Linked DNA regions of Mus musculus: regions 1, 2, 4 and 5 are each linked to region 3. A link is a contact called in public ChIA-PET and HiChIP or PLAC-seq data. All regions are on one chromosome and are shown on one strand. The core of a region is the stretch at or near the end of the contact, and the rest is flanking DNA. Distances in the headings are between cores, read along the strand shown.

Region 1 (3,715 bases), core at 873-3,372, 760 kb after region 3:
CTGGGAAACAACCCAGGCCAGGGCTGCAAGGTAAGCATCCAGGAAGAAGAGCTAGGGAGTAGCAGAGACTCAGACCTCACTCCTCCCACTGCCAAATGCAGAGTGCTCCACCAGTTGCACCCAAAAGAAATCCAGGTGTGTGCCCACCAGTGCCACAGACCCTTTGAGCTGGGGCTCAGAGGGGCGGGTAAGACACTCACCAGAGATGAGGTTGGCCATAGTGTTGGTGGGCACAAACAGCGTCCTCTCTACCCCAAGCAACTCTGCAGCCTTTTCCTGCAGTTCTGAGAAGGGAGGGGGGCAGGGGAAGGGCAAGAATCAGCAATTCCTCGGGCCACTGTACCGTGGCACACAGTTCGTGTGTACTTGTTACAGGGTTTGATAGAATAGACCTGTGATTCCAGTACTCTGCTGAAGCAGGAGGATAACTGAGTTGGAGGGCCGCCTGAGCTATACAGCAAGACCTTATCTTAAGCACTTCTCTCCGAAAAGGTACATTTGCTCGGATGAGAAATGATGGTCCTGTGGGTGGGGCTTGGAGTCTGTGATCTTGGTAACCACGTGCCACAGCCAGAGGCCCCTCTGTCAGTCCTCCTGAGCCACAGTCCCCGCCCCAGGCCACCGAAACTCCCTTGTGGTTTGAAGCCCCTTTCCCACCCAGACCTCACACCTGTTTTTCTCCCTTTCCCAGAAGCCCCGGCAGGTGAGGCCTTGTGGTTTCCCTGTGGACTTCCTCTGCACATCACCACGGAAGAAGAGCCTCTGGGGAGCGGGCAGGGCACAAAGAGTGCAGCTGGCGGGTGAGTGGATGGCCTGGGTAAAGGCCATGGTGGCTCTCCTGTCTGTGACACAATGCTCAGTGCTAAAGTGATCTAGATTCTGTCCCCAGAGGACACATACCCGTGTCTCCCTGAGCCCTGTGTGCGGTCGGGGATGAGTTCTGCTCGCTCCTCCTCCCAGCCCCTGGTTCACCCTCCTCAGACTCCTGTCGAGGCCAGGACCTCCCAGCCTTGATGTGGTGACCTGTTTACACCAGGTGCCTGCTGAGAGCAGTGTAGCTCAGCATCTTTGAAGTTCCTGGTAATATCTTGTTGTCAAGAGATTCTAGATCAGCCCCAATCACCCCTGGGTCCACAAAGGTCAAGTGTGATCTCTGGTGTATCTCTGGATCTCTAGTGCACACACAGCAGCACTAGAGGTCCACCTTAGCAGTGACTATTGACCCCGGGTGGGCTTTGGTTTGCTGTCTCCTTAACGCGCTGCACTCCCTAGATATGAAATTCTGCACCCCCCCCCCCCCCCTGTGAAGGAGCAGCGAGCACTTTCTTTGCTGGATTGATTTTGTCTTTGTGAAGTCAGCCAATGAATGAAGGAGAGTAGTTAGCCCTCCTTGTAGTAAGACCTGTCTCAAACCCTGGTTCTTCCCTGTTCCTGATGTGGGTCCTTGAACTCCTCTCTGCCCATCTCGGGGTCTTGCTTTGCCAAGTCTGGACAACACCCATCTGGGCAATTGGGTGACAGTGGGCAGAAATCACCAGGTGGTCCTGTTAAAATGCAGATTCTGGCTCCCCAAGTCCATTGTGGAGCTCAAGAGTCTGCATTACCAGGGATCTCTCCGAGAAGGAACAAGAACGCAGAGTGCACCACTGAGCGTCCTCAAATGTCAGCGAGGCACCCCTCTGCGTCCGTGCTGTCCTGTCAGAACCACGGACAGCGTCCCGGGGTCACCGCAACGACCCCTGCCCCGGGCCTGTTCGCCGGGCTCACCGTGGACCGTAGGGTCTTCGCCGTAATCATCGTCTCCTACAACCGCTTCGGCCATAGCGCGCCTCATGGCCGGCCCTGGCCGGGTCACCGTGTCGCTGCGTAGGTCCACCACGTGGGCTGGGACCCCCGCCCAATTCCTAGACCACTGAGCCCAGGGCACCCTGAGCCCCGGGACCGTGGCCCGGAACAGGCTGCGTAGCATGGCGGCCCGGAACAGGCTGCATAGCATGGCTGTGGCACTCGTCTTTCTCGGCCGCAGGAGCGGAGGACAGTCTCTTCCGTGCCAGCGGGGAACCCGTGTAACTGGACTCTTCTGACCCCGCGCGGACCTGAACTGGGCAAGCCCGGGGCACTATGGGAATTGTAGTCCTCTCTGGAGTTTTATACATTATTCGAGCCCCGCAGCATGCTGAGAGTTGTAGTTTTTGTGTTCCGTTGTTCCAAAGGCTAGGAGATTTTGGAATGACAGTTCCTTACTTTGCTGAGTGGGAAACAAAGCTGAGGTCCGGGGATTTTAGCGTGTACATGGTACTGCTCGTGGCACTGCAGATTTAACTTAATTAAGCGTCTCAGCCACTCTGGGAAACACCTGGGTGTTTGGGAATGGAACTCAGGTTCTCTTCATAATCAGTTCCATGCCTCTGAGCCACCTCTCCAGTCCCTCACGGTCCTCATTTTACACCCGAGGAAACAGGCTGCAGACACTGATGTGAAGTCCAGGAATCAAGTATGGTACCGTGTTGCCCATAAACAGTAGCTTTCAACCACTGGAGTCTTTTTAATTTTTCTCCTTAAAAATTAGTTCTGGCCGGGCAGTGGTGGCGCACGCCTTTAATCACAGCACTTGGGAGGCAGAGGCAGGCGGATTTCTGAGTTCGAGGCCAGCCTGGTTTACAAAGTGAGTTCCAGGACAGCCAGGGCTACACAGAGAAACCTTGTCTCAAAACAAACAAACAAACAACAAAATTAGTTCTGAACTCACTGGGTAACCTAGTTGACCTTGAACATCTGACCGTCCTGCTTGGGAATTCAAGTGTGTGCCACCATGCCCAGTTTACGCTGTGCTGGGAACTAGATTTAGGGCTTTGTAAGTGCTAGGCAAGCATGCTACCAAATGGGATACATTCCCCCTCCCTCCTCTCCCCTCCTCCTCCTCCTTCCCCCTCCCCTTCCCCTCTCCTCTCCCCAAATTCTTCTTTTAAATGAATTTAAAGCTGGGAGGTGGTGGCACACACCTTTAATTCCAGCACTGGGGAGGCAGAGGTAGGCGGATCTCTGAATTCGAGGCCAGCCTGGTCCACAGAGTTCCAGGACAATCAAGGCTACACAGAGACCCTGTATGGGGGGGGGGGGAGATTTAAAACTTTAAAAATCATATGTGTGGGGTGGGGAGTAGATACACATGAGTGTAGTTACCTACTGGGGCCAGAAGAGGGCGCTGGACAACCTGGAGCTAGAGTTACAGAGTCTCCAAGAGACTGTATGGGTTTGTGTCTGCCATCTCTCTAGGACATATGGGAAACGGAGTTTTGGAGGTATCTAGAAATCTTTCTTTTTCCTATACCATTGGCTTGGAGAGACAAGGTGCTTCCATGGAAGTCATGCCCAAGAGCCCTGTGACAGAGCACCTAGCTAGTAAGCATGTGATCCTTAGATTGATTCCTCAGTACTGCAAAAGGCAGGCATGGTGGCTCATGCCTGTAATCTCAGTCCTTTGGGGCGGGGTGGGGTTGGGGGAGGCGGGAGGATATTTGAGACTTTCAGGCCAATCTGTACTAAAGTGAGACTCTGTTTCAAAAAATTAAAATTAAAAAGAAGGAACATAGATAGCATTTGCCCGCTCCCAATAGTGTGTCAGCAGACAACTTGTGGCCATGGTCCCTAACTCTGGTGAGGATCAGAAGCTGCGCTTGTCCAGCCTGGCTCGTGGGAAGTGCTGCTGTTTATC
Region 2 (3,578 bases), core at 490-2,989, 530 kb before region 3:
CAGGCAGTGGTGCTGCATGCCTTTAATCCCAGCACTTGGGAGGCAGAGGCAGGCGGATTTCTGAGTTCAAGGCCAGCCTGGTCTACAGAGTGAGTTCCAGGACAGCCAGGGCTACGCAGAGAAACCCTGTCTGGAAAAAACAAAGACATGAGTCACCATACAGCCTTATATTAATTTCTGAAGAGCCCCCTGCGATTGTTTTGGTGGCTTGGCTCCTCTATACTGTCTAGGCTTGAGGTGAGAATATCTTAATTTCCAAACCAATCTGAACAAGTTGGCAAGGTTTACTCTCAAAATAAAGTAGAATGGTTTAGGACGTAGCTCTACGTCAAAGTGCTGGAGGTTTAGCATCAAGTTCCTGGGTTCAACCCTCAGCACTGCAAAAAACAGTGACTTAACAGCCTTCCCCCAAAGCAGATCTCTCACTTCCAGGGACCTGATTCATGCTTAGAAATGTTTCCTGATGGGGAGGGGCAGGACAGGAGGAGCTGTGAGGTAAAGATATGTGAGAGACAGATACAAAACCACACACTCAGGAAAACAAGCCTGCAAACCAATCTTGGCTTAGGTTTATGATGTCAGTCCGCTCTTGTAGAACTGCTCCATTCACAAGCCTCTTTCCCGAACAGTGGGAGAATGTGGTATTTGCTTAAGAGCCCCAGGTTAAAACCAAAAGAACGAAAAAACAAGATGCAGCTTTTCCCATTGGTCCCTCTCTCTTCTGTCCACGATTTCATAGGCCACCCCACCCCAAGAAGTCCTAGACACCCAGTCGCAGCTGCCACCATCTCCCTCAGTACTATTAATATCATGGCCCTGGACTGGTTCATCATTTCCCTCATAAAGTTCTCCGAGGCAATTCAAAGGATGCAGAGGGGTTACAACAAAAAAGACGTGGGGCCGCTGCCCCACCATGCATTCCGTCAGCATCTGCTCAACTTCTTGGGTTTTCACCTCTATCTTTGTTTTGGAATACCCACAGCCAAGCCCTCCCCGGCACGGCCTTCCCTTCGGAAAGCACAATGCAGCACGGACCTCCTTTAGCGGTGGGGGTTGTAAGCAAAAAACGCCGCACTAGTGTAACGCCGAACGCGCCTCAGCGCCCGAGGAGGTCCCCACGGGCATCCGTGCGCGTCCATCACCCCGAGGCCAACACCACAGCCGAGCATCGCTCGCAAGGCCCCTCCCCTCGCCCGGAGCAGCCCTGCCGGCGTGCGCGCCCAGGCCGGTGTGATGACGGTGCACCGGGCGACGAGGCGGCGTTCCCCTCCCCGAGCCCTGCCGACCGCCCCGGCCCGCCTCACCTTGGTCTCCTTCACATGCTGCTTGACGCCCTCCGGGTACCACTGGACGCGCACGTAGCCGCGCCGCAGAGGGCTGGCCCGGCCCTCCTCGTGGCCCGCGCCCCCGGCCTCGGAGCAGCCCGAGCTGCCGCGGCCGTCATCGTCGCCCTCCGAGTCCGAGTCCTCGCCGTGGATGAGGCGTACCAGCCCGAAGTGCACCGAGCCGCGGTAACGGCCGGACACCAGGTCGTGGGAGAACAGCAGGCGCTGTGAGCCTGCTTCGGGGCCGGAGTCGGAGGACGGCCCTGAGGCCGAGTCCGTAGCGGGCGCGGGCGGCGGGGCGGCGGCGGCGGGGGCTGCGGCCGGGGTCGGGGCGGCGGCGGCCTGGGCCTGGGCGGGTGCGGGCGCTGCGGGATCCGCCATAACTGCTCTGCGCGAGTCTCGGGCGGCGGCAGCAGCGACAGCGGCGGCGGTAGCGGCGGCGGCAGCCTAAGGCGCGGGGAGGCGGGGCCGGCGGCGCGGGGGCGGGGCCGAGCGCGCTGACGTAGGCCTGCGTGCCGCCGTCGTTAGGGCGCCGGGATGCTGTTGCTAGGAGCCGCCGCCCGGTCGCTAGGGGACGCTGAAGATGCTTGGGGCGGGGGTGGAAGGACTGCCGCGGGGCGTGGCAGGGCTGCAGGAACGAAGATGGATTAGGGGCCTGAGGAAGGGTACTGGTCTACCGGAGTTGAGGGGCGGGGACTGCACGCAAAACTGACTGTAATTTCTTAAAAAAAAATTATGCCCGGGTCTGACGTGGTGGCCACGCCTTTAACCCCCAGCTCTCAGGAGGCAGAGGCAAGCCCATCTCTGTTTTAGGCCAGCCTGGTCTCAAAGCAAGTCCAGGTTACACAGAGAAACCCTGCCTCGAAAAAGCCAAACAAGCCAAGCAGTGGTGGCGCACGCCTTTAATCCCAGCACTGGGGAAGCAGAGGCAGATGGACTTCTGAGTTCTAGGCCAGCCTGGTCTACAGAGTGAGTCCAGGACAGCCAGGGCTACACAGAGAAACCCTGTCTCGAAAAGTAAAAACAAACAAAAGAATAAAAAAGCCAAACAAAAATTTTTTAAATGCGGTTTAGTTATGACACATGCTTTTAATCCCAGCACTTGGAAGGCAGAGGCAGGAGGATATCTGTGAATTCGAGGCCAGCCATGACTTACAAAGTGAGTCTTGCAAGGCAGTGGCACACACCTTTAATCTCAGCACTTGGGAGGCAGGCGGGTTTCTGAGTTCGAGGCCAGCCTGGTCTACAGAGTGAGTTCCAGGACAGCCAGGACTAAACAGAAAAACCCTGTCTCAAAAACAAAAACAAAAAACAAAAACAAAAACAAAACCCAAAGTGACAGGGGAGGGTATAGGGGGCTTTGGGGATAGCATTTGAAATGTAAATGAAGAAAATATCTAATAAAAAATGCCTTTAAAAAAACCAAACAAAGTGAGTTTCAGGACAGCCAGGGCTACAAAATAAAACCAAAATAAATAAATAAAATTAATTGAAATTTAAAATTTTATATATATATATATATATATATATTAGAAAACCCCTGTCTTGAAAAATCAAAAAAAGGTGGGGGGGGGAGAAAGAGAGAAAGAAAGAAAGAAAGAAAGAAAGAAAGAAAGAAAGAAAGAAAGAAAGAAAGAAAAGAAAAGAAGAAAAGAAAAGAAAAGAAAAGAAAAGAAAAGAAAAGAAAAGAAAAGAAAAGAAAAGAAAAAAGAGGCAGAGTCTTACTATGCAGCCCTGACTGGCCTGGACTCTCAGAAATCCACCTATCTATGTAAACTCACACTGTAAACCAGGCTGGTTTCAAACACAGAGATCTGCCAGTGTCTGCCTCCCTAGTGAGTACTACAGGTATGTGCCCTCACTCCTAGTCAGTCAAGTTTAGCAAGCACCCTTGGCATCCTAATCAAGTTGTAGCCCTGCAGAGTGACTGCATCTTCATCTTCTAGATGCCCACATGTGCCCAAACTCATGTACACAGATATCATCACAATAATTTTTTTAAGTTGTTGTCAACTGGGTGTGGTGGTGCATGCCATGAACATGTGCCTAGAGGACAGTCTAGTTGGGCACGTGAAACAAATACTCATTAAATAGCTGAAAAAGCAGCTCTAAGGCAGCTTGTAAGCAAGGCTGTAATAGATAGGTATAGAGTATGTAGAGTCCCGGGTGGAACTTGGAAGGTCATGACCCCTTAGAGAACTGGTCTAGAGGATGTGATGAGAGCCCAGAGCCACATGAGAAAGGGCTGCAAGT
Region 3 (4,011 bases), core at 182-2,681:
CTTTCTTTAGAAATCATTTGATAAAGACTATATCTGTTTTGTACCCCCGAGGTCTGTGCTTTCCAGGCTGTGAATTGGCCCCATCTTCCAGTCTCTATTTCCTGTACATTTGTGGTTCATCTATAGGTTTGTCAGAATGGTGTGTTCTGGATAAGATCATCTCAATGGGTGCTGCCATTCACTCCTACCAGGAGCTCATGTTTGTCTTTCTTTCTTTCTTTCTTTCTTTCTTTCTTTCTTTCTTCCTTTCTCTCTCTCTCTCTCTCTCTCTCTCTCTCTCTCTCTCTCTCTCTCCCTTTCTTTCTGATACAGGGTTTCTCCGCGTAGCCCCTGGCTGTCCTGGAACTCACTCTGTAGACCAGCCTGGCCTCGAACTCAGAAATCTGCCTGCCTCAGCCTCCCAAGTGCTGGGATTAAAGGCACCACTGCCCAGCTCCCACAGCATCTTTTAAAGGTGAATGTGATCCCTACACGTGGACATAAGTCATCAGCAGCCTGAGTAGCGCGGGTAGCAGTGCTGGAAAATGACGGTTTGAGTTGGAAATAAAGTGTGATCGAGCAATGAATGATATGTTTGTGTGGTGGGTAAACAGGTCCTGAAGGAAATTCCCAAACTCTTGTGTGCAAGTACAGCCATCCGGGGTGACTAATGTGAACGGAACAACAGTGACACTGATGGAGAAATTGTGTGTTGCTTCTAAAACTAGCTTTTCTGTGTGGGTGGATGCGCCAGGTGTCCGCTTATTGTCACCCGCCCGTCTTCAGGACCCCTAAATGTCTCCGTGTGTGGCTCTTAAATTTTAAAGTTGGAGACGCTGAAACGCAAGGCACACCTAGCACCCCACTTGAGGTCCCTCCCCTTAGAGCCATCCCACAGCCAGACATTCCCCAACCATCTGGACGTGTTGACAAGGGTGCTTGGGTTACACCCATCTCCTCCCCACCCTGTTCGCTCCATCACCATTACTAGGCCAGAATGCAATCAGACACTATAGCAGTGCAGGAAAAAAAAGAGGAAGCCCACGAGGAAGCACAGACGGCGCAAGCGCGCAGCATTCAAGCTGGAGGGCCGGCTTAGCTGACATTCCGTAGAGGTCCCAGTTCCCGCTCCGGCTGGAGTGCGCATTTGAATCTTTTCTGGGGTCTGTGGCTGCTAACTGCGAAGCCTCGCCCGCCGCCACGGCCCTTCCCCCTTCCCACTGACGCCAAGAGAAGGAGCCTCTGGGGCTCGCTCCGAGTCCTGGCAGACCAAGTCCTGAGCCCCTCCTACGCACGCGCAGATCTGTAACTCGCGCCGGCGCAGTACGGCCCTTAGCCAGCCCGGCGGCCGCCCCTCCCCCTCCCTAGCAACCGCCTCCTGCTCCTTCCCCCGCCCCCTCGGCCTGGTGTGCGCACGCGCGCCTCTTCCGGGCTGGCCCCTCCCTCCCCGTCACCCGTAACAACCACTCGAGCCCTCGCCGCGCCCCTCGGCCCTCCCGCCCCGGCCCCTGTCCCCGGAACCGGCGGTCGAGCGGCGGCAGCCGAGCCTGTGGCACGGCTCTCTCTTCGGGGAGCCGCCGGCATGAACGCATCCCGCCACCGCGCCGCGTCCCCGACCCGGTCCTTCTGACAAGAGGTAAGCTCGCGTCGTCGTGGAGGGTAGGAGCGCGCCCGGGTGTCAGTCCCTGGCAGGGTCCCTCTGCTGCGACGGCCCGGGGCGCTCGCCATCTCGGAGACTGCGGAGCCAGCCGGGTCCCTCCGCCGCCGCCGCCCCCTCCGTCCAGCCCCGGCCTGCAGGGAGGCGCTCCCCCGGGGCCGACCCTGGGCTGATTTTCAAATACCAATTATCATGCAACAGAGGCAGCCCCGGCCTCCTGTGCCATTTGGCGGTGGTCACTCCGGATGCCCGCGCAGGGCGTGGATCTGGACCAGACCTCCCCAAGCCAAGATCTGGCCCAAGTTCAGGGAGCTGGCGAGCAAGCTGGTCCTTCAGTGTAGTCACTTGGTTAAGAGTTTCTTAATAAAGGCATCACGCAGTGCTTGCATCTTCTCTCCTACCCGTCAGCACCCGGTAATCATCCTCCTTTTATTTGAGAGATACCCGAAAACTAATTTTCTCAATTAAAAAAATATAAACGATTCTTAGTCTCCCCTCCGCGCACCGGCGTTGTAAGGTTTACGAGAGTGAATGGAACGCGGTCTCTGCGCTCCAGGACGCGTCAGCGCCTGAATCGAGATTAATGAAGGCTTGAGTTTGGAGAACCGAGGAGTCTGGTTTGAGAGCTGGGAGTGTAAGATCGTCTCACACAGATGGAATCAGGAAAGGCGAACGGCATGCTTGAGGTCACCCAGAGTTATTAGCCATTGTAGTTTTCCAACTGTTGGAAGGTGGTTTTCCAACGTAACCTGCTCCTTCCGAGTGCTATGCCAAGCAAACATACCAGAGAAAGTTCCAGACCTGTTTAAAGCAATGTAAACATTGTAGAAGTGCAGCTCTAGATAGCAATCCTCTGAAGTCTATCAGCGTAGGGGTTTTTTGTTTGCTTTTTTAAACACCTGTAATTTGGGATACCGAGATACTGGGTTTTGAACTTTTGAATGTCTTTTGACTGTATCTAGGTAAAATAACATCCTTATTGATTGAGCCCCAGTGGGACTACTGGGCTCACTGGACTTTCTTTCCTTTTTATATTTCTGTTTGTTTTTCTCCTCCTTTAAGTAGGTGAGCAAAAGGTTCTAGATGACTCTGAACACACAAGGGTGTTTGCCCAGAAAGCCGCCCTTGCCAGCACCCGAGTGATTCTGTATGCAAAGCAAGGTTCCTTGACCTCAGACTTGAGCATGTAATTGATTGCCTTGCGGTTCTCGGGTTCTCGGCTTCAGGAGGCTGGAGGGTTTTGGAACCCCTTAGCTGGAGCTGGGCAGCCTCCCTGCTGTTTGTAGACAGTCTCTGAAATCGGAGCGAGCAATTAGAAAACAGGAAACAACAAAGTTCCCTTTGAAGCCAGCACTTAAGGAGTATCCCATTATTTAAGAAGACAGTAAGGGTCGCTTGCTCCAGCTTTTTGTGTCATCCCCAGAACGGTTGCCATAACATGTTACATTTTTAGTTGGCTTCTTGTAGACATTGTTCAAGAGAACACCACTGAATCCTGGGACTTCATGGCTGCTGAAGACTAGATCTCCTGACCTAAGCCAGAGACTCTGCCCATACAGGGGGCAGAGGGCCTCCCAGGTGGCCCCTCCTTCCATGTGGGCCATCTTTGCTTGTTACTAACACCCTGATGCTTCCCCGTCAGACCGTTTCAGCGAATCCTCTTTCGTTTTCGTGTATGTTTGGAAATATGACCTGTGGTGGTCTCTAGGATGTGGCGGTACGAGAATCCAGACTCACTTTTCTTTCCTGTAATGTGGTTATTTATTACACGTATTTATGTTTTTCAGGAGTAAGAAGACTGCTATTGAATTACAACCATGGTGCAAAAATACCAGTCCCCAGTGCGGGTGTATAAACATCCCTTTGAGTTAATTATGGCTGTAAGTACTTCACATTTCAGTTTCCTCTGGCTTCTTTTTAAGATTAAACTTGGATGATCTGCAAACTCCGCTCCTTGTTATCATTGCCTTTACGAGCTCAGCTCCGCTACGTGACTGTGACCTGCGGCCAGAGTCTGGCTGGCAGTTTTAAACAAAACGCCTCTGAAACTGCAAATCTGTACGTTTGTGTTTTTGCAATGTATCCGGGGTGACATGCGAGCTTGCATCATTCACCCACGGAGAACGCAGACGTGGGATCCTGGCCAAGCATTTCCTAGGGCTTTTGCTGGCTTTCTTTGTTCACGTAGCTGCGGGACAGGGAGGACGGGGAGCGCTGCCCCCATGCTGCTCCTTCCTTGGGAGAGAGCACTGTTCCTGAGGGAATTCATCTTAGTTGGTCTCAGGACTGAGCACGGTGGGATGGGGTTTCCCCTGCGTGTTAGGAAGTAGTTCTGTTTAGTAAGTTTTCCCAGCAAATAGCAAATCCATGATTCA
Region 4 (3,794 bases), core at 899-3,398, 670 kb after region 3:
GCTGTAGCAAGTGGTCATGTTTAGAGTCCAATAATGACCCAGGACTATGCTGAGCTTCAGGCTCCAGCAACAGGAAAGCTGGGAGCCCAGAAGAACTGACTCTGGGTTCACAGACCCCAGCTGGGGTGAAGGCCAGCACAAGGACAAAGGACCCGGCTCACCAATGGTACGGCTGGGCATGCTGGCCAGGATGCGGAGAGTGGCCGAGCTAAGGGCAGGAGCACCTTCAAGTCCTGGGAGGGTCTGGTCACCTCTGCCTAGGGATGAAAAGACGCTGTGGTTCAGCTGTTCTACCTAGCCCACCCCACCCAATCCACTCTTGTAACAAACGACAGCAGATATTCCCAGGTCCTCCACCACACCTGGTCAGAGGGCAGGCCTGGGCTTACCTAGACCCAAGGGCAGTAGCTCCAGCCCCTCCTCCGCCACCCGAAGGCTTTGCTCTTGAATGAGCTGGTGGAAGGAGTCATGGACTTCACTTTCTTCATAGGGGCTGGGCTCCAGGCTACGAGGGAGGAGTGAGTGTGGGAATCCAAACTCAGGCCCGCCCACTTGCAGAATGATTTGCACCAAGGGGTAACACAAATACATTGCAGGCCACCGGCACCAGGGCACTTACCCTTCGTCTCCCGTGGTCTCCGGGACATCGAGGGCTAAAGCCAGTGACTGAGCCATGGCTGTGCTATACCCTGCAGACCTAGGGGAGCTCAGAGACTGGACGCAGCCTGTGGAACCCCATACAGCCCATCTGTTGAGACAAAACCAGCTTTCAATGCTTGGGGGCCATACTTTAGGCACAGACACACATTACAGGAATCCCCACCCTGTACCCCATCCACAGCTAAATTCACAGTTAAAACAAGTGGGCCCAAACATTCCCACCATGACCGGCTGTGGGGGAGTGACGAAAACAGGAAGGAAGGGTGAGGCCGCGGCTCCTCCATTGGTTTCCTAGATGTTGCTAGTACTGGGGGAAAAAGGAGAGGCCTGTAAACACTACCCGTTTCTGGTCTGTTCCCAGGCGAGGGCCCTAGAGCTTCATCATTTTTAGAGCAGCGGCTGAAAGGCTCCGAGGACTTCCCTGTGCCCGCCCTATGACCCCAATGTGCTTTCACCAGCAGGAAGTGCGACCAGGCAGCCGCAAAGTCCTGCCCCCAGCACCGGAGGCAGCGTCCACACACTGGACTCCTCGCGTCCTCCGGAGGCTGACTCCCTACATTCCCAACTCAGCTGAAGGCTGGAGAGAGAAGCTGAGCTGACACAAGCACCCTTTGTCCAGCTCTGTCACCGGGCACAGTTACAACCAGATCGTTGTTAGGGGCTTATTGTTCTCCTGGCCCAGGGCCCTGAGGGAAAGCGCGACGGAAAGAGCAGTCAATCACTTGACTCCTGCAAGATCGCCCTCCAGAAGGCAAGCCCCCGCCCCGCCATGTCCGCCGGTCCTCCCTGCCTTCGCCTAGGGAAGTTTTCTGGAGCTCCCCCGACGGCCAAGAGCCCCACGCAACCCGGACTGGCACCCGGCACGCCCCCGCCTGCGCTGCAGTGGAGCACTGCAGGGAGAGGCCAGGCTGGAGCCGGCGGGAGGTGGCACCGCCCGGGTGGAAAGCAGCCAGGAGAGGTGGTGCCCTTTTAGTTCCAGGGTCCTTTCCCTGGCCACAGTACTTCTCAGGCTCAAGGCCCCGGGCGGGCCCACACCTCTTCTCCTCAGTAGTCTGGGTGCTCCGGAGGCTACGGGCCGGGGCTCCGGATCTGCCTGGGTTCCTGATCTTCAGGTCCTCCTGGGACCAGCCAGGTGTGCGCTGTTCCGGGGCGCACCATCCTGCACCCTGAGCCAGATGGGGAGAGGCCGGGAGCGGCAGTTTCCAGAAACCCGCACCCAAGCTGTCAACTACCTGGCGATAGCAACCGCCCCTACACCGCAGTTGCGCCCCAGCACCAGGGTCCCAGCGCCCCTCTGGGTAGAGGAGCCCCATTCTCCCCAGATTGGCTCACCTGTGCGCGCACCCGCCGCGGGGAACCGAGGTCTCAGCCCCACCAGCAGGAGAATCAGCACACAGTAATTAAGGGTACATAGTTTTGATGGTTTCCAGACTGGCAGCTGGAGGTAGCCTCACCGCCCGCCCACGTGGCACCGGGCCCCAAAGGTCACGTGACTCGTTCCTGCCTACCGGTAGGACCCGCCCATCCAAAACAGTGCCCTGTGCAAGCCAGCCTCAGACTCCACCCCAGCACTCCACCCTCAAGTCTGAGTAAAGTAGGCGTGTCCCACCCACTATTTGGATGTATACAACCCCTAGGTGGAGTCACTAATATTCCTCTTGAGTTTCTAAAGAGGGACGGCATTTCCACGTCCCGGGGTCACTTACCAGTCCCTAGCCTTCCCACGCGGGATTGAGTAATCGCCTCCTCCCAGCCTGGTTAACTGTTCTTTATCAGAGGCTGAGCAAACGAGTTACTGCCCGCTCCGCCCTGGGCGTGGTGTCTGTTTCTAAAGCTAGGGTTAAACTGCTTCCTGCTGTGCCAAGACAGTCAAAGACCTTTCTATTTCACAGATGAGGAAATTGAACCCGAGAAAGTGTCACCAGCCTCCAGGTGTCACCAGCTGGAGCAAGGAACCTGGCCACCAAGATGCTCCATAGAACCGCTTCCCCCAAGTTACAGACAGGGTGACCGGTGACCGTGAGAAGTAGAAGGGAAAAACAAGTCCCCTCCTACACACGAAGGTTAACAGACCCCAGGAAACGTGTGGGATACCGGAAGGAGATGAAGCCTGAGGGGGGAGGGCGACGCTTCTTCGCAGCTGTCTCTCCGTGCCTGGGTGGGTTTACCAAGCGGCGCCTTGGCACCGGAAGTCTTGGTCTGCAGACCCAGCCCTCCTCAGCCCCTAGTTGACTCCTTGCTCTTACTCTGAATTTTGCACGACTTTGGCCCAATTTGAAAGCCATTTCCTGGGGCGCCTTCCTGTGTGAACTTGTTGGGAGTACAGAGCCTGTGGGCAGGGACACAGGCGGAGACTCAGAATCCAGAGCTGAGACAACAAGGTTTTAAAAGAGGTGAACAGGGAGGAAAGGCTAGGGCTCCCAGAACTGGGAACTGGCCAAGATGACTCCTAAAGGTCTAGTCAGTGGATGACGAGTGACGTGCTTGAAGAAGCTGCTTCCTCAGCTCTTAGGTTGGGCTTGGTGCCAGAGCCTGGCCAGGGCATAGCAACAGGGAGGGCAGTGCCTGCCCTTAAGGCGGTCAGTTCAAAAATAACCTGCCAGCCAGTCATAGTGACACAGGCCTTTCTTTAATCCCAGCCTTGGGCAAGTGTCTCTGTGAGTTCAAGGCCAGCCTGCTCTACATGATGAATTCCAAGACAATCAGAGTTACACAGTGAGACCCTGTCTTGAAATAGAACAAAAAGCAAAGAACAAAGCGCCAGGGATCCGGAGAGGCAGCAGCTCCAGTGCTGAGACCATCCACCCATCACTAGCCTGCTCTCTGGGGCGACTGCGGACCGCAGATAAGGGTCCCCGCACCAGGACACGCCTAAGGGCTGGCGGCCAGGAAGGGGGCTTGCAGGAGTGGGAGCACAGAAAAGCAGGTCGGCCTGGTGCCACCCGCGCCTCTCACCTGTGCCCGTGACCCTCCAGGTCGGGAAGTGCACGCAGAGGCAGAGGAAACTGTGAGGAAGGAAGGCGGGAGTGGGTGGAGGGGAGGAGACGCGGTGGGCCCCCACCCCCGGGGTTCCTGTCACGTGACCCCCACCCCACTCCCTCACCACCCTGCCTGGTGTGTCAAGAGCTGGTCTT
Region 5 (3,956 bases), core at 1,225-3,724, 680 kb after region 3:
AGACCTGGAGGGGCACAGGTAGGCTCTGGTGCTCAGTAGAAGGGGGGGTCACAAATAAAAAAATTAGTTCTTGGTGCTGGAGAGATCAGCGGTTAAAAATACTGAGTGTTCTTCCAGAGGTCCTGAGTTCAATTCCCAGCAACCACATGGTAGCTCACAAACATCTGTAATGGGATGCCCTCTTCTGGTGTGTTTGAAAACAGCAACACTGTACTCATATACATTAAATAAATACATACATACTTTTTTTAAAATCCTCATTAAAAAAAAAAAAAACTAATTCTTGGGGCTGGAGAGATGACTCAGCGGTTAAAAGCACTGACTGCTCTTCTGAAGGTCCTGAGTTCAAATCCCATCAACCACATGGTGGCTCACAACCACCCGTAATGAGACCTGATGCCCTCTTCTGGTGTGTCTGAAGACAGCTACAGTGTACTTATGTATAATAATAAATAAATCTTTGGACTGGAGCAAGCAGGGACTGAGTGAGTGAAGTTGACCGAATCAAGCAGAGGTCCTAAAATTCAATTCTTAGCAACCACATGAAGGCTCACAACCATCTGTACAGCTACAGTGTACTCACATACATGAATACTAAATAAATAAATAAATCTTTTAAAAAACCCTAATTCTTAAAGAATGGTAATTTTGTGGGGAACTAAGTCAAAACATTCTCCCCTTCACTGATTTCCCACTGGAGAAACTTAACAAAGCGTGCGTGGGCCTGGTGCACACTGCTGAGTGTCAGAGCTGGCTCAAGGGCCTTACTGTAAGGCACACACAGCGGGTGTCCAGGTGACCACCTGCCTCCTTTGCTGGATCTTCCCGTGGCTTTTCACTCTGCCCTCTGACTATGGAGCTACAGTTCAGACAGCTTCCTGATAGAACTCGGCCACTGTAGATCCTCCAAGAGTGGCAAGAGGGGCCCAGGCTAGAGTGGCCTTCCTAGAGAACAGGGCTGGACAGGGGCTGGAGTGCAGTGGCCAGTCAGGCTCTGTGGAGCATCTACACATGACACAGGCTGTGACCTGGCAGCAGGAGTCCTCTGCTGTGAAGACACTGTCAAAGCAGGCGTCTCCTGTGCAGTCACTGAGCCTGCCCAGAAAGCCACAGGCTAGTCTGCAGGCCTAGACTGGGGGGGGGGGGGTCACCCATGTGGGTGGGTAGCTATGGGTGGCCTCCCATGGGGTAGTATGATCCAGTGCCAGCTTACCTGCTTCTTCGGTTCTCTGCCCCTCGGTCCCTGTGGGTCTGGCCCTGGTGTAGCCTTAGGCTCGGAAAGAACGGCTCTGCTCAGACCACCCCAGTATTGGTCGCATGGTCCACTTCCCTTTGTCCAGGTAAGGCTGGATCTAGGTCCTTAAGGGACAACCTTGCCTTTCTCTGAACTCCTTTAAAGACAAGAGTAAGGCACTGCAATGGCTGAGTGGGAGAGGAGGGACTTTCAGATTCCTGCAGGCAGGTTAGCAGACACAGGTGGAGGGAAAGGGGATTCACCAAGCTTGGGAGGGAGAGAGAGCCACCAGCCATGTGAGATCTTGGGTGGAGTGGCCATTGGCCTCTTCCCTGACTGGGTTTGGGGAAATTAGAAATGTAACTAAACTGAGGGCAGATTTAGGGTGCTGAGCAAGGGGAAGGTAACTGGGCAACTGAGTTGAGGGCAGAATTAGAGGTGTTGATCTGAGTGAAGATAAGGACATGTTAGCCTCAGGAGGCTTAAAAGTATCCAACCATTGAGCTAAAAAGCATATTAAAAATAAACTACTGTGTATCTGTCAAAAAAAAAAAAAGAGTAAGGCACTGGGCTACACACTCTCAGGTGACAGAGTCTCATCCCACCTGAGGTCTAACTTGGAGACAGAATGCACCAGCTATAGCAGAAGGCGGAAGCACCCTGAAAGCCAGAGAGAGAGAGACTGTGGGAGGGTCTGAGCAGAATATCGATAGCTAGACAGGATCTAGCTGGGGACACCTGGGTCACAGCTGCATGCTTGTGGCAAGTGCCTTGGCTAAAAAGACGTTACTGATGGTGAGGACTCGGTGTGAGAGGATCCAGATGGATAACTGTGACCTCCACCCCTACAGGGCAGGGTGGGAGAGGAGGAGTTTGAGATGTGCGAGGAGGAGGGATCCACAGGGAGCAGCTGCATTGTTCACAGGGCCCAGGTCCTCCCAGGGGGCAAAATTCACCTGGTATGTGGTGTTCAGATGGATCTCAATATGATGTGAACCTCCCCTCCCTGCCTCTTAACAGGAATCTACTGATTCTCCAGGTTTCCTGGATAAGGAGAGCCCTTGTGTTAACATTAGCCCCACGCCAGTGCCCCAGGATAATCACACATCCCAAACTCAGTAGACACACGCGCTTATCCCCTCCTCCCCTGCAGGTAACAGGGGGAGAACACAGATATCCCTGGAACCAGCCCTGTAAGGTATTGGGGCCCCTGGAGAGCCACAACCTTCAAGTTATCTCCTAGCTGCAGGCAGCCACCCGAGGAGCATCCAGGGGCCTTGGGGTGGAGAGGCCAGACAGGAAGCTTTGGACAGCCTGAGCCATACACAGCCCCAACCTCACAGACGCATGGCGCTCCTTCAGCTGCTCCTCTTTGCCATGCTGGGTGAGTCTCCTGCAGACATCACGGGAAGGGCCTTGAGAGAGTAGGCTCAGGGAATGGAGTGTGAAGAGAGTCCAAGAGAGAAAGAGACCCAAAGGCGGAAGCACCCTGGAAGCCAGAGAGAGAGAGAGAGAGAGACACGGTGAGAGGGTCTGAGCAGGAGATTGACAGCAGACAGATGTGCTATGCTATGCAGATGTGACCTTGTTTAGGGTATCATCTGTCATTTGGATTCCACTGGTGTATGTAGTATGTGTGGTGTGTATGTGAGTATGGTGTAGTGTGTTCTGTATGTGTATGTATGTGTGTATGGTGTGATGTGTGTGTGGTATAGTGTGTTTGGGAGGGTGCCCATGCGCACGTGTGCATGTCCAGCACTCAGGAAGTAGAGACAGGAAGATCAGGATTCCAAGGTCACCCTCAGGTACGTATTGAGTTCAAAGCCAGCCTGGAGTATAGGGGAGACCCTGTGTTAAGTAAGATAAGATAAAAACTCCAGATCAGAGATGCTAACTGGTCCCAGGGGCCTCACTGTCAGATATCAGCCTGGGCAGGAAGCTGTCTGGACAGTCTCCCTCCTCTGCAGGGCTTCCTCTTACCCCTCCCCTCTCCTCTTTTACAGCTGCCTGTGGCTTCTCAGAGGAGCAGACAGAAGGTGAGTAGCCCCCACACTGGGGGGAGAAGGATCTAGCTGGGGACACCTGGGTCACAGCTGGGTGCTTGTGGCAAGTGCCTTGGCTAAAAAGACTGATGGTGAGGACTTGGTGTGAGAGGATCCAGATGGATAACTGTGACCTCCACCCCACAGGGCAGGGTGGGAGAGGAGGAGTTTGAGGTGTGTAAAGAGGAGGGATCCACAGGGAGCAGCTGCATTGTTCACAGGGCCCAGGTCCTCCCAGGGGGCAAAATTCACCTGTTCCATCAAGTCCCACAGCTCTGCCTAATAGGTGGGATGCAGAGAAGGCTGGGGAACTCTAGTGTGCACTTCTGGGACAGGAGGGGCTTGCTGAGGGAGCTGGAGACCTCAGGGAATCTAGAGATTAAGCCACTTTGCTCTGACAGCAGTTGAGAGTGAGTGTCCTCTGTCTGTCTGTCTGTCTGTCTGTCTGTCTGATCTATTTATCTATCTATACATATATACCTATGTATGTATAACTATATCATGCACACATACACATATATATGCACAGATAAACAGATAGATCCCTCCTGTGTTCCCTCTCTCTTTTCGGCTTCCTGTCCCTCCTTTCTTCTCCTTTCTCCTTCCCTCCCCCTTCCCCTCTCTCTTTTTCTCCCCAGTAGTCCCGGTACAGAGCCAGGAAGGAGAGGTTTCAGGGACAG

What was found. ChIA-PET counts read pairs in DNA pulled down with a chosen protein or histone mark. HiChIP or PLAC-seq counts read pairs in DNA pulled down with a chosen protein or histone mark.
Region 1: an RNA polymerase II ChIA-PET map of memory CD8 T cells shows a contact between it and region 3, with 6 read pairs. The contact joins the promoter of Tha1 here to the promoter of Sec14l1 in region 3. A contact is called at or near these places in 2 of 39 promoter capture datasets (hippocampal neurons and pre-B cells) and 2 of 115 datasets of contacts at active chromatin or transcription factors (memory CD8 T cells and pancreatic cancer cells).
Region 2: an H3K4me3 HiChIP or PLAC-seq map of embryonic stem cells shows a contact between it and region 3, with 4 times the contacts expected there. The contact joins the promoter of Ube2o here to the promoter of Sec14l1 in region 3. A contact is called at or near these places in 1 of 484 Hi-C or Micro-C datasets (the G1E-ER4 cell line) and 1 of 115 datasets of contacts at active chromatin or transcription factors (embryonic stem cells).
Region 4: a contact with region 3 is called in an H3K27ac HiChIP or PLAC-seq map of differentiating embryonic stem cells, with 4 times the contacts expected there. The contact joins the promoter of Tmc6 here to the promoter of Sec14l1 in region 3. A contact is called at or near these places in 1 of 39 promoter capture datasets (embryonic stem cells), 1 of 484 Hi-C or Micro-C datasets (CD8 T cells) and 4 of 115 datasets of contacts at active chromatin or transcription factors (differentiating embryonic stem cells, embryonic forebrain, forebrain and 1 more).
Region 5: an H3K4me3 HiChIP or PLAC-seq map of neural tube shows a contact between it and region 3, with 4 times the contacts expected there. The contact joins the promoter of 6030468B19Rik here to the promoter of Sec14l1 in region 3. A contact is called at or near these places in 1 of 39 promoter capture datasets (embryonic stem cells), 2 of 484 Hi-C or Micro-C datasets (CD8 T cells and embryonic stem cells) and 8 of 115 datasets of contacts at active chromatin or transcription factors (bone marrow-derived macrophages, differentiating embryonic stem cells, embryonic forebrain and 5 more).

The regions. Positions count from the first base shown.
Region 1 is chr11:117,871,404-117,875,118 of GRCm38.p6, forward strand. It overlaps Tha1 (threonine aldolase 1), which reads right to left and starts at 2,123. Exons shown (of 7, transcript NM_027919.4): 1 at 1,768-2,123; 2 at 201-284. The coding sequence starts at 1,996. It overlaps Gm11725 (a long non-coding RNA gene), which reads left to right. Exons shown (of 3, transcript XR_001780380.2): 1 at 1-30; 2 at 692-800.
Region 2 is chr11:116,579,708-116,583,285 of GRCm38.p6, forward strand. It overlaps Ube2o (ubiquitin-conjugating enzyme E2O), which reads right to left and starts at 1,740. Exons shown (of 18, transcript NM_173755.3): 1 at 1,305-1,740. The coding sequence starts at 1,706.
Region 3 is chr11:117,113,737-117,117,747 of GRCm38.p6, forward strand. It overlaps Sec14l1 (SEC14-like lipid binding 1), which reads left to right and starts at 1,432. Exons shown (of 16, transcript NM_001166506.2): 1 at 1,432-1,615; 2 at 3,424-3,516. The coding sequence starts at 3,454.
Region 4 is chr11:117,778,544-117,782,337 of GRCm38.p6, forward strand. It overlaps Tmc6 (transmembrane channel-like gene family 6), which reads right to left and starts at 2,149. Exons shown (of 20, transcript NM_145439.3): 1 at 1,993-2,149; 2 at 620-748; 3 at 390-505; 4 at 162-257. The coding sequence starts at 675. It overlaps Tmc8 (transmembrane channel-like gene family 8), which reads left to right and starts at 3,754. Exons shown (of 16, transcript NM_181856.2): 1 at 3,754-3,794.
Region 5 is chr11:117,795,186-117,799,141 of GRCm38.p6, forward strand. 6030468B19Rik (RIKEN cDNA 6030468B19 gene) reads left to right here and starts at 2,475. Exons shown (of 6, transcript NM_029964.1): 1 at 2,475-2,618; 2 at 3,238-3,270. The coding sequence starts at 2,582.